Linked DNA regions of Zea mays: all the other regions are linked to region 2. A link is a contact called in public Hi-C and HiChIP or PLAC-seq data. All regions are on one chromosome and are shown on one strand. The core of a region is the stretch at or near the end of the contact, and the rest is flanking DNA. Distances in the headings are between cores, read along the strand shown. Region 1 holds the start of LOC103634327. Region 2 holds the start of LOC541901. Region 3 holds the start of LOC100283328 (60S ribosomal protein L24).

Region 1 (4,339 bases), core at 299-2,798, 200 kb after region 2:
TGGGCGATGCGCTGGGCCTGGACCTGGACCTGGCAGGGGCAGCGCGACCGACCATGACTCTGACTGAGGGCCGCGCAGCGCATGTCCGGCGTCGGAGTCCGCGCGACAGTTGAGAATGTGGCGTCCACGAGGAATTAAATGCTAATACTCCGTAGTACCGGACGGGCGGCGCCGAGCGAGCAACGCACGGCACGCATCAGAGACAGGGAGGAGCCTGCTGGAGCTGCTATCTCCTTCGTTTCCGGCTTCCGGCCCCGAGTACGTACACCGACGGCCAACGCCTCGTTTAGGCATGCGGTGCAGCACACCACCAGCACCAAGCGTGGCCTGACCAGCTGGTTGTTTGCCACCGCTCGCTGCAGCCTGGCTGCCTGGTCCCTCCCTCCCTGCATGCATGCACAGCACAGCACAGTCCAGTCCACACTCCACAGAGAGGTGTTTGTGGAGACCAGCACGCAGCAGCAGCAGCAGCTATCCCTTTTCTACACTTTTCAACATGAATGATGGTTTGCGCCTCGTGGTGGCCTTTGCAGACAAAGGAGATTGGGAGGAGAAAAGGCCAGAGTCTGTTTGTCACGGACTAGGTGACGAGCATATTCTTCTCCATCCTGCTGGCTGCTGCGGTGCGCTGCTGCCACTCCTCGCCTGTTGATTCAATTCACCGGTGAACGCACACACACACAGAGAGAGAGAGAACACCAGCAGTTCGTTCGGTTTCATTCAAACGCACAAGAGCCCTTAATTTGCCACCACTCCGCGTCTCATCTATAGTAGGGGGGGGGGGTTAGGAATAAGACTGGGTTAGATACAATCAAACAGACGTGGACTAGTGCCCTGCGTTTTAAGATGAACTTAACACCATGCTACGCCATGAGAGAGAGAGAAGCATTTGCAAGTAAGCGGCGTGGGTAGATCGATCACCCGTGTGGTGTGGGCCGGATGAGGCGCGGCCGACGGTGGGAGGGACACTCTGCACTGCGCTGGACAGTGGACACTGTGCTCAGCATCCTTTATTTAATCTTTGTTTTAGCTTCTCGGAGAGCATCCAAAAAGGCCGAGGAAGAAACAAAGCCCCGCGGCCTAAAAAGGCACTCGAGTGCCCATGGACCATGCAATGCAATGCAATGCATGCACTTTTCTTTTTTTCTTTATACTAGTACATGTATGTAATGAACCCCATGCACATCAGGGCTGTCAGAGTTGTCCCTCTGTAAACACTTGACGCTTTACAGTCAGTACGTAGTATGGGCTAATTTACAGTTTATGCAAGTCAACCGTTCGACTGCCTCCTGTCATGCCGTTTACCCCGCATGTCTGAAGATGTTTAGCGGCGGCCCACGAGGGGAGAGAGGTCCTGTCCTCACTCCGCTACAAGACAAGCCCACGAATCTGAGACCCCCTCCCCACTCCCCTCGCTGCACGGCCCGCTGTTGCCCCGCCTTTATTATCCGTTTGTGTGGGATTGGGGATGGGAACACAAACATAGCGCAGTGGGAACGGGCGGCAGGGCATCGTCTCGTGCTTGTGTACGCACCAGATCAGCAGCCATTGGGCGGCGGCCAACCGAATCCATAACCAACAGCGGCCACTGCCAAATGGCACGTGGACCGCAGTGGGAACGGCTGGGTCACGAGGACCGTAACCGTATAGCACTATCCGTGTAGTTGTAGCACTAGCGCTACTATGTAATTGTAGCACATGCCAGCGTCACGATGCTCGGTTTTATGTTACACTACAATATGTACGTGAGCCAATTGTCCGGGCGTTTACTGCCACCGGCCGGGCCCCCCCTCATCCGGCAGTCTTCCAGTGTCGAGTCGAATCAGGTTAAAAAATTTGCTCACGATTCTCTAAAGATGACACATCCATCAGAACACCACTCCAGTAGCACTGCCAACTCTTAAATATGGGCCGCTGCAACTGAGAAACGACCTCTGCCTGCACGCAAACGAATTTCCGTAGCGATCGATCCCTGTCGCGGAGAAATCGGGAACGTTCTGCCATCTCCGTCCCCGTTTAGCCATCCGAGAATACAATTTCTCCATTTATATCCTCGCGCCATTATCTAATTGAGAAATTTCCAGCGAAGAATCAGGGATCAGTTTCTCATTGCCATCTCTATTCATGACGTAACATACGAGGTAAGATTACAATGCGTCATTGGCAATTACTACGGGTGATCCCAGTCCTCACTATCCGAACGCGCAGGATATTGTACAGCACGTGTCGAGATTACATATCGATCATGATAATCTTCCTTGTTTAACAATAAATACGGGTAATGTTCTTCAGTTTCATAAGTTCATAATATCTTGTGCGTGATTTGACGCCCGCAAAAAAATATCTGCCGTGTCTGTGCGCATTTTTTTTTGACAAGGAACGCCTTCCGTCAACATTAGGAAACATCCCCACGAAGGATGACTACTCGAGCTTTCAACTTGTTCTCTTTTTTTTTAGTTTCTGTAGTATTTGTTTTTTTTTCTAGTTTGCATTAGTACATGACCCATTTGTGCATTTTAAAGCACCTTGGAACACTTGCTGTTAGTTGTAACGGTAAATAAATCAACGTAGTAGGTGCGGATGCGGCCTCATGCATCTTTGGAAGATGATCTGGAGTTTTGTCCTTATTACCTCCAGAAAGTTGGAAAAGAGACAGGCGCACTTGCGATGCGCTGTTTTGTAGTAGCATATTGAACCAGGAATTTTTTTCTCGTTTTGAAGAAAGATAAGGTTTGTTTGGCTGTAACTAAGTCAAATAACCTGTTACGTAGGCTGAAGGAGGGTTTGTCTCTGCTGTCTACAAATATTAAGGTCAATTATCTAGACTATTGCAGTTGTAATATATAGAGCCAAAACACTGTAAAAATAATAAAAATCGATACGAATTAAAGCCAAACAAACATGCTATAAATATTCATTCTGACGGTACTATGAATCCAAACAGAGCCAGGTTTTCAAATCCTTGTCGTCTTAAACCAGCAACCCAAGCGAAAGTAGTAAAGAACATGATCTCGTGTGGGAGGATCAGACAATCTCGATGTCACGTGGAAATGACCAACTCAGATGCTCTTTGCTTGCAATCTCAGTCGACGCATAAACAACGCATTTCTGCCTATACCTGTCTGCTGCTGCTGGTGCTATCTCTTTCAGGGATCCAGTCTTCTTCATCAACACCAAACCCATCGGGTATTCCTGTAACAAATCCAAAAACCACCTCCATTCTTCTCTCTCCCACCATCTTTTTGTTGCCCATATCTTTGGTGCAGGGAAAGGACTCCCGCAGCAGCACAGGCAGGCATAGCCGCATAGCACCCGAGTGGCCAGGCCAGGCACACACTACAGCTACAGTATATGATACGTGCGAGTGCAAAGGGCAGGGCAGAGAAAAATCAGGAACCAGCCTTACATATTCCCCAAAGCTCCCCCCCTCCCTGCAAAGCTCCACACTCGCAGTACTCGCAGCACGGCAGAGGGTGTCAGTCAGGGCGCGAGCAGGAGCAGCTCAGGATCCACCAACTTCGTTTGGCCCCGCCCGTCGCCGTCTGAGCCGAGCCATTGACTGCTCAGAGCATCAGGTGCGCTTGGGCGTCTAGCCATTTGGCGGCTTGGGCTTTCTGCGTGGGTGCCGCATCCCGCCGCCCCCCCCCTGCTTCCATCCCCATCGCCGCAGCCTTTTTTTTTTTTTTTGCCTCGCTTCGTCGCCATGTTGCTTTAAAGTTCAAATTGCTCGCGGGATCGGGAGGGGAGGAAGGAACGACGAGTCTAAGTTGCGCTTGCGCCGGAAAGATGAGCCGTGTCGGTGTCGTCCTTGAGGTGGATGTGAACGGCGAGGAGCTCTTCTTCGTTGATAAGGTGCGCTGCGCTGCGGCCTGCGGCTCTCTCTCTCCTGCCCCATGTTCATGTTCTTTGCTTGCTCCTCCGCCATGGATTAGGCTAGGCTAGGCCATCAAGGTCTAGGTCCCTTCTTGCTCTGCTCTGGTGCTCATGTTTCTCTCCATACACCACGACGACGACGATGGTGTCGATGTTTTTTGTTGTTGTTGTTGTTGTACTCTTTCCCCAGATTGGCAGCTTGCTGTCCACAGCCTAGCGGCTCTGTTTTGGATGGACTCACTGTTGTGTACTGTCTAGCCGCTTGTTTCTTGTGGACGTCTAGGCCTTGTGGACGAGTGAAGTGAAGCCTGCCATATCCTGTTGGAATCGAACCTGCTTCGATTCTTCCCTCTTGTAGTTACCTCCAGATAGCCCCCAATTTTTTTTTTGGCACCACCTACCTTGGCATCGTCTTCCCCAATTCGGTCGCGTCCAACCCTTCCTTTCAGGCCTTTCCGAATGTTTT
Region 2 (4,146 bases), core at 161-2,660:
AAAGTTATTCAAATCTAGAATAGTTTGAATTAGGACGAGCTAAAATTCGTCATATTTTAGGTAAGTAGAGAATAAACATCTTCAGCATGATATTTGGATGTCAAAAAACTAGCACTAAACAAGATGTGGTGGTTTAACTTCTTGCCCTCTTTAGACAATATATTCACCTTCACATCAAAATTGCCTAATTTATAGATTGCCAAGGGTCTATATGTATTTAGACCATGTTTGGTGAAGTTCCGACACATCAAAACTGGTACTAAACTCGAGCTATTTTTTATCTCCCTCTCAAAATAAATTAGAAACATGTAAAACCACAATTTTTTTAAATTTACTGGCTTTGTCTCCTCCGTACACTGTAGCAAAGAGGTGGAGAAAAAATAAAACCATGCCAAATAGCCCTCCACTGTTTCCCTAGATATTAAATGGTAAATAATTGGTTACTTTTAGTTCAGTGGTCCGTGCAAAATATACATACATGATTTCCATAGTATAACACTATAGCATTAAGCAATGCTTAAATAGACTAACATTTCCATGATCACACTTGAGTATTTTACCATAAACTATGAAATGTTACTAGGAAGGATGTATTAGATGAAGTTTTCTTGAAGAAAGAGCATATGTATATAAGTTCTTAAAAATTATCCACCAATGATGGATAGACACGGAAAAGAAAAGTTATCATAAAAGTAATGTCAGAGAAGGGGACTAATTTTGTCGCTTCCCGAACCGACACTACGTGTAACAATTAAAAGCGAACGTATTTTTAAAAATGACTAACCCTTAAATTTGAGTCGTTGATCTATATCAACATTTCATCCAACCGCTCTCTTTATTTCTTCTTCCTCCCGTCGTCTTCTTCGTCGCGCCAACAGTGCTATAGTTCAATAGTACACCCTCGTCGCGCTAGCTCACTAGAGCTAGCGCCCTCCACTCCACCTAACCCTTCTAATGGTCGTCCTCTGATTGTTGTAGTCCACAATCCCCTCCTCTAATATCATCACTCTATTTGTAGCCTTAGCCTAAGATCGATTTTATAGTGTTTTGATGTTCTTGTTCTCCTGAAATCATCATGTCAATCGAAAAGGGAAGTGAATATGGTAATAAGTGAAAGAGAAACTCATATTTGATGGACCAAATATGATTTGGCAATTCCTGTTCTACTGTGTGTCCGGATCCAAATTTAGTCCGGCACATGTTTTGGCCGCGGGAGGACGAGGAAGGAAATGGTCTCAGAAAACCGGTGGCTGATGCGGACCGGAGAATCTCCGCCCGCAGGCAGGCCCACAGACATTTGGGGCCCCGCCACGCCGTCCGCCAGCCGCCAGCCGCCAGCCGCCAGCCAATCCCTTCCTGTTTCTATTTATTCATCCGCCCGGGCCCCTCCGCACGCCTGCACACATTCCGCGCACACCCCGGCAGCCGCAAACGCCTTCGCCGTCGCGTCCCGCTCCTCCGCCCGCCCGACGCGACCCCTAGGACCTGGAGAGAGAGGTCGGCATGGCTGCCGCAGTGGTCGACGACGCTGGTATGGACGCCGTCCAGAAGCGCCTCATGTTCGAAGACGAGTGAGCCCTCTTTCCTTCCCCGACTCCTTCTCCTTCCTCCAGCTAATTTTCGCTCCTCCTCCACGATCTGCTTGTCCCCCACCTGTTCCGGTTACGCGCATCGATATTTGCTCGATTTTTCTGGCGCCTGGGGGCGGGGCTTTCGTTCGCGGTTGCACAGCTGCCTGCTCCGCCGGATCTCGCCGCGATCGGAACGCGGGCACGGTTTGGGTCACGGAGGCTGTTCAGTATGTTTGACTTTGTGCCAGTGATATACTGTACCACGTTTTAGTCTCACCGTCGCACTTGTTTGATGCGCTGTTTCGTCCTATACTCGTGCTGTGGGGTTAGCCGGACAGGACTGTCCTGCGCCAAAATTCCGGGCATGCCGTGCCTGCCCAGTATGCACTAGGCTCAGTAGGTCGATGTAAGGAGGTAGGTACTATAACTGAACTGTTTTTGTTTTTGCATCTGGAATTCAGGTTCAGTAAGTTTTTTTTAAATGATCTGGTTATGGATGTCCTTTTTGTTTAATTGACGACGGGTAGATGAGTAATTCTTTATGAATCATTTAAGTTGTGGAGTGCATAGTTGATGTGAATAGTGTTCAGTAAATCCTGGACGGTGAGTACTCTCCAAAGTTAGGGCATTGCTATACTTACAAAGTGGCTCTTTTAGGAAGTTATTATAGTACAAAATTTTAAGTGGATTGTGGAGATCCATGTGGGTGAACCTGGATCGAAGAGAAACCTGTAGAATTTGTGGATCAGTTCCTCACGTTTTTCTTATGATATAGTACATGATCTTTTCGCCATATTCAAGTGATTCACTGACAATTCTTCTTGACAATGCTTGCTTGATTTTTTTTCCCACAGATGCATTTTGGTGGACGAGCAGGACAATGTTGTTGGCCATGAGTCAAAGTACAACTGTAAGATTCTATTCTGCTCTGCTTATCTACTTAATTTCTGCACCCTATTAATGTTGTTTGAACTGGTTTGTGGAACAGTACTTGATTTGTTATTTGTCATGTTAGGCCATTTGATGGAAAAGATTGATTCTGAGAATCTGCTACATAGGGCATTCAGTGTGTTCCTTTTCAACTCAAAATATGAGCTGCTACTTCAGGTTTGTTTTTTTATTTCTTGTACTCTGCATTTCTATGATGTTTTTTTTGTCTATTTTATTGCATACCAGGCAAAGGTTTTAAATTTCCGGTGATTGTTTTTCCCCTTATGTTTGAGATTAAAGTCATGAGCCATAAAGTCCCAAATTACCTAGTACCTTGTAATAGCAGATCTCTAGCTATTACAAGGTACCAGGTCTCTAGCTATTACAAGGCTCACTGAATCTCCATATATGAACTACCATTGCCTAGCATGATGCTTTGAAAACTGGTTTCAAAAGGGCAAATTCTCTCTCTTTAATTCTTGGGTTGTGTTGGGGTGCTCCGGCGGGAGCAATTTGTATGTGTGACCCCCCCCCCCCTCCCCCCCTCTTTTGTGGGCCGGCCTTTGGTGACCCGTCTTCTTTTTATGTACTTCCTCCTTAATTGATAGGCAGTGCTCCTGCCACTTTCATTCAATTTTTTTTTGTAGATGTTTCTTTGGCAGTATATATGACTGTTAGCTTTGAAGTTGCACTATATGTTATGGCTCCCAGTATTGCTGGGAGTACATATTCCATAAGTCAACTTAGTCTCAGGGACCAAAAATATCGAGAAGCTACAGTAAAATACCTGGCTCTTAAACTTTGGATTAATTGTATACGTGCCACTCAACTTCTGCAAAATTAGATAGCTAGTTCACCAAGTGAACTAGCTATCTAATTTTGCAAAAGTTGAGTGGTATGTTAGTGGCATCCAAATGAACTAGCTATCTAATTTTGCAAAAGTTGAGTGGCATGTTTCTAATTGACCCATTAACTTTAGAACTAGCCCAATTACCATTACCGTATTAAATGTTTGTTTGTTTTTGAACAACACATTCCAATGTTTGTGACTATCCTATTCTTTTCAAATTGTTTTTGATAAGTATCATTCTACTCGTGCAGCAAAGGTCCGCGACAAAGGTTACCTTTCCTTTAGTTTGGACCAATACCTGCTGCAGCCACCCTCTGTACCGTGAGTCTGAGCTTATCCAGGAGAACTACCTTGGTATGTTATGGAACAGCTCCTAGCCTAAAATTATTTTCTTATCTCTCTGTCATTGTTGCTCTGATCATTGGGAGCTCATCCTTCTCCAGGTGTGAGAAATGCAGCACAGAGGAAGCTACTGGATGAGCTGGGCATCCCAGCAGAAGATGCCCCAGTTGACCAATTCACCCCTCTGGGCCGAATGCTTTACAAGGCACCATCTGACGGGAAATGGGGGGAGCATGAGCGTAAGTTTCTACCACCTATCTCCTCATCTACTTGCATCCAGATAGTTTGAGTTGCCAATTGGTCGATGGTATGGAATAGACTGTTGACACACTAGTATAGAATCCTCCACACAGATTACACTGAACATTGTTGCTGGAAGATGTTTCGCTGAGACTACCGACTGCTAATGCTAGTTGCTCTTTCGTCTTTCCTTACCATCAGTTGACTACCTGC
Region 3 (4,600 bases), core at 1,598-4,097, 140 kb before region 2:
TACCGGCGACAATAACAAAACTACAAAGAAGCGGCTATTATAATACTATAAATCCAATTACAACGTTTGGGATACTATTTTTAAGAAGCCTAGTGTTCGGGATACCGTAGTTCAAAAAAACTCAAATCTATATGCTTTAATGATGAGTCAATCAACCAGTTGAGTGTGGATATTGATTTAATGTATCCTATCGAGACATTCCTCTGAAAAAATATTGAATTATAAGTGGAGACAAAAGGCAAGAGATAAAAATGCGACATATTATTTATTTATATGTGATGAAAAGCAGGTGAACATGTTGCACCAGATGTGTTAAGACTGACGGTGAGATCATGAGATAATGAGTTGCAAGGTTATGGGATTATTATTCTCAAGATGGCTGATGGGCTGATGGCTTTAACTTAATTGGAGGAATCTATGAAATAATCAAGTCATGTGGGTGTGGCATTAAGAGCATGTTTAGTTCCTGGGCAAGCCCCTTGTCATGCCTCGCTAAGCAAGGATCACTGTTTGGGTACCAAGCGAGAGACTCACTTTGCCTGGCAATCTCACCCAGCTGGACATGGAAATCCTTGCTCGTGCAGAAGAGCCAAATCCGCTCTACTGCGCGATCAAGGTCACACATGAAACATGATATGCTTCCTCAGCGTGATGTCGCAGCGATGGAGCTCTGCCTGAGCTCGAAATAGCGAAGCAACAAAATTGAGCTGTTACACAAAAAAAGGGAAAAAAAACAAAGCCATGTAGCTCAGATTGAAGCAAAAATCAATGATCAGGATCAGGTACAAAAATCACAGAGATCAGAGAAGATCTCTGCCCTGCTACCAATATTGGTGTCATAATCAGTCTTCAGAGAGATGCACGAGAACCAGTAAAGCACAAGGGAAAGTTGAGGCCGCACAGACATTGGAGGTTGCCAGAGTCATGCTGCTGGGCTGCTGGCCATGCTTGCCGTAATTCCCATGGTCAGTTTTTTGGACCATTTCATTTGGGATTTGATTTGGTGGGAGGTTGAAGAAAAGGAAAAGGGGAAAAAGGGAGGCGAACAAGGTTAGGAACCAAACATGAGAACATATCTTGCCACCCTTTGCTCAGCTAGTTTGGGCAAAGCTTGCCTAAAGCCTGCTTAACCTAAACTAGCAAAAGATCCAAGCAATGGCAGGGAAACATGCTACCACAGTGGTACCTCGTTCACCCTGTCAAGAATTTACACTAACAGAAGAGAGAACAAAGCAAGCCCATTTTCTCTTGTGAGACAGCTTGGAAATTGTAACTCCTGATGTTAACATCAATGTCATAGACTAGCAAGTTTTGTTGTGTTGGGCAGACCAGAAATGTTGGTTCGGACATTCCAATCATCAAGAATATGTTATTCAAACTATCAATGACAAATGTTCCCAAAAGTGTTTGAAGCACTATCAATTCTTACATCGGGGTAATAATGCATTGTTTGGATCCCACGAGCTAAACCAAAAGTGACTAAAGTTTAGTTACTTAGGAGTTAAATATCTAAACAGGAAGAGCTAAAAGTGACTACCATTTTAGTCATGTAGTCACTTTTAGCTCTTCATGTTTGGATCTTTAGCTCCTAAGTGGAGGTGTTTGGTTTCTAGGGACTAATTTTTAGTCCCCGTTTGGTTTGAGAGACTAAAGATTAGTCCCTCCATTTTAGTCTCATTTAGTCCCTAAATTATCAAACGGTGGGACTAAAAATTTTTAGTCTCTAGTCCCTCAAGGGATGACTAAAAAGGACTAAACCATATAAATTGTCCCTCCTTTATTTCAGTTGCACTAATAGTAGGAGAATAAGGAGTATTTTAGTCCTTTTATGATTTTTTTAATGTGTTTTGAATAGTTTAGTCTCTATAACTAAACAGGGTAGGGACTAAATTTTAGTCTCCTAACTAAACTTTAGTCTCTGGACTAAAGTAACCAAACGGGCCATTAGTCCCTCCATTTTATTTCATTTTAGTCCCTAAATTGACAAATACACATATTTGGCAATTTAGGGACTAAAATAAAATAAAATGGAGGGACTAAAAATTAGTCCCTAGAAACCAAACACCCCCTAAACTTTAGTCAATTTTGTTTTAGCTATGGGATCCAAACAGCCCCTAAGGAAACTGGTTTGGCCAGACAAGTATAATTTCCAAAAATGGTAGACCTGATGGGAGGGGGGAAACCGGACAATGCATCCCTGCTCTCCCAGATAGTGGTCACCCTTGATCATGCACATTCCCTCTCTAATCTCTAGTTCTATGAAATTTGTTGCATTTTTCTTCAAGGACCAATTCTTTCGGTTATTTGCTCCAGCCTCGCATCCAGGTCGATGCATCCTAAGTTTCCCGAACAAGACTAGAACCGGAATCTTCAACACCCAACCCGCTAACTCTAAACACGATTCACAAAGTCTAAATCCTCGTTTCGGAAAATGTGCATCTTAATTTCTCCAGACAACGTCGCCTCGCATGGATCAGGACAAAGGGGAAAATTACGGAGGTGAAGAGGATAGATGCCTCACTTGTTGCCGCCGTCCTCGGAGACCTTGTTCCCGAACCGGATGTGTCGCCCAGCGAAGATGCCGCGCTTGGCCCGCCCCATGATGACGTTGCTGTCGGGAAGCATGTCCTTCACCGACTTCATAAGCTCCGCCGGCAGCTTCCCCTCGCCGCCCACGCGCCGCACCACCTTCTTGTACATCTCCCGCGCCCGGAACGACATCTTCCCCCTCCTCTGATCCTCAGCTGACTCTCTTGCTACGACGGCGGCGCCGGCGGGCGGTTGCCTTGCGAGGTTTTGGTGCCTAGGGCGGCAGGGCGCTGGACGAGAGGCGGAGATGCTTCCACTCAGCTGGCCGCTAGCGCTAGGGCTGCAATATTGGGCTTTGGGCCGTTGTATCAGTGTTGGCTGGGCCACATGTATAAGAAAAATAGTTAATGGGCCTAATGTATGTTGTTGCTCCCAACATTTTTAGGTTATGCTTATGTTGAATTTTAGCTTGCATATATCAGATATGAATGTTTCTTATTTATAGAGCCATCCAATTTTTTAAAAAAAATGACGCAGTTGTTAGCATAGTTACCATTAAAATTTGTTCCTTACACTTTACGTTTATTGGTTTCATTAATCTATACGTTTTAATTTCTATGACTGCTGTCGGGGACTATAATTAGGGGTACCCTCAAGACTCCTAATCTCAGCTGGTAACCCCCATCAGCACAAAGCTGCAAAGGCCTGATGGGTACAATTAAGTCAAGGCTCGGTCCACTCAAGGGACACGATCTCGCCTCGCTCGAACCCAGCCTCGGGCAAGGGCAGCCGACCTCGGAGGATTCACGTCTCGCCCGAGGACCCCCTCAAGCAACGGACGCACCTTCGGCTCGCCCGAGGCCCAGTCTTCGCCAAGAAGCAACCTTGGCCAAGTCGCCACGCCGACTAACCGTATCGCAAGAGCATTTAACGCAAACATTTAATGCAAAGGTGGCCTGACACCTTATCCTGACGCGCGCCCTTCGGTCGACAGAGCCGAAGTGACCGGAGTCACTTCGCTGTTCCACTAACCGGCCTCACAAGAGGACAGCGCCGCCTGCGTCGCTCCGACTGTTGTGCCACTCGACAGAGCGAGGCTGACAGCAGTCAAGTCCGGCCTCAGGCGCCATGGGAAACTCCGCATCGCCCGACCCCAGGGCTCGGACTCGGGCTCAGCCCCGGAAGACGACAAACTTCGTTTCGCCCGACCCCAGGGCTTGGAGTCGGGCTCATCCCCGGAAGACGACGAACTCTGCTTCGCCCGACCCCAGGACTCGGACTCGGGCTCAGCCCCGGAAGACGACGAACTCCGCTTCGCCCGACCCCAGGGCTCGGACTCGGGCTCAGCCCCGGAAGACGACGAGCTCCGCTTCGCCCGACCCCAGGGCTCGGACTCGGGCTCAGCCCCGGAAGACGACGAACTCCGCATCGCCCGACCCCAGGGCTCGGACTCAGCCCTGGCCTCAGCCGACGGTCTCCGCCTCGCCCGACCCAGGGGCTCGGACTCGACCTCAGCCTCGGAAGACAGACTCGACCTCGACCTCGGAGGAGCCTCCACCTCGCCCAACCCAGGGCTCGGACCGACCACGTCACAGGAGGCGCCATCATTACCCTACCCCAAGCTAACTCAGGCTACGGGGAACAAGACCGGCGTCCCATCTGGCTCGTCCCGGTAAACAAGTAATGATGGCGCCCACATGCTCTATGACGACGGCGGCTCTCAGCCCCCTTACGAAAGCAAGGAGACGTCAGCAAGGACTCGACAGCCCCGACAGCTGTCCTCCCGCCAGGCTCCAGCGCTCCTCCGACGGCCACGACACCACACGAACCGGGTGCCAAGACCTCTCCGGCTGCCACGACGGCATGTACTTAGGGCACTAGCTCCTCTCTGCTAGACACGTTAGCACACTGCTACACCTCCCATTGTACACCTGGATCCTCTCCTTACGCCTATAAAAGGAAGGTCCAGGGCCCTCATACAGAAGGTTGGCCGCGCGGGGAAGGACGGGACGGCGCTCGCGTAAGCCGCTCGCTCCCTCCCGCGTGGACGCTTGTAACCCCCTACTGCAAG

Evidence for each region. Hi-C and Micro-C count contacts between places; a contact is called where the count stands out from the background. HiChIP or PLAC-seq counts read pairs in DNA pulled down with a chosen protein or histone mark.
Region 1: a Hi-C map of tassel shows a contact between it and region 2, with 1.8 times the contacts expected there. The contact joins the promoter of LOC103634327 here to the promoter of LOC541901 in region 2. A contact is called at or near these places in 3 of 25 Hi-C or Micro-C datasets (ear, endosperm and tassel).
Region 3: an H3K4me3 HiChIP or PLAC-seq map of leaf shows a contact between it and region 2, with 2.6 times the contacts expected there. The contact joins the promoter of LOC100283328 here to the promoter of LOC541901 in region 2.

What each region holds. Positions count from the first base shown.
Region 1 is chr7:164,722,132-164,726,470 of Zm-B73-REFERENCE-NAM-5.0, forward strand. LOC103634327 reads right to left here and starts at 1,549. Exons shown (of 9, transcript XM_020541732.2): 1 at 1,535-1,549; 2 at 159-386. The coding sequence starts at 1,549. It overlaps LOC103633275 (BTB/POZ domain-containing protein At3g22104), which reads left to right and starts at 3,020. Exons shown (of 3, transcript XM_008654972.4): 1 at 3,020-3,575. The coding sequence starts at 3,051.
Region 2 is chr7:164,526,643-164,530,788 of Zm-B73-REFERENCE-NAM-5.0, forward strand. It overlaps LOC541901, which reads left to right and starts at 1,411. Exons shown (of 6, transcript NM_001111567.1): 1 at 1,411-1,571; 2 at 2,426-2,481; 3 at 2,587-2,678; 4 at 3,603-3,705; 5 at 3,795-3,932; 6 at 4,135-4,146. The coding sequence starts at 1,504. LOC109940769 (a long non-coding RNA gene) reads left to right here and starts at 1,594. Exons shown (of 2, transcript XR_002263439.2): 1 at 1,594-1,798; 2 at 1,902-2,199.
Region 3 is chr7:164,384,129-164,388,728 of Zm-B73-REFERENCE-NAM-5.0, forward strand. LOC100283328 (60S ribosomal protein L24) reads right to left here and starts at 2,848. Exons shown (of 2, transcript NM_001156229.2): 1 at 2,522-2,848. The coding sequence starts at 2,721.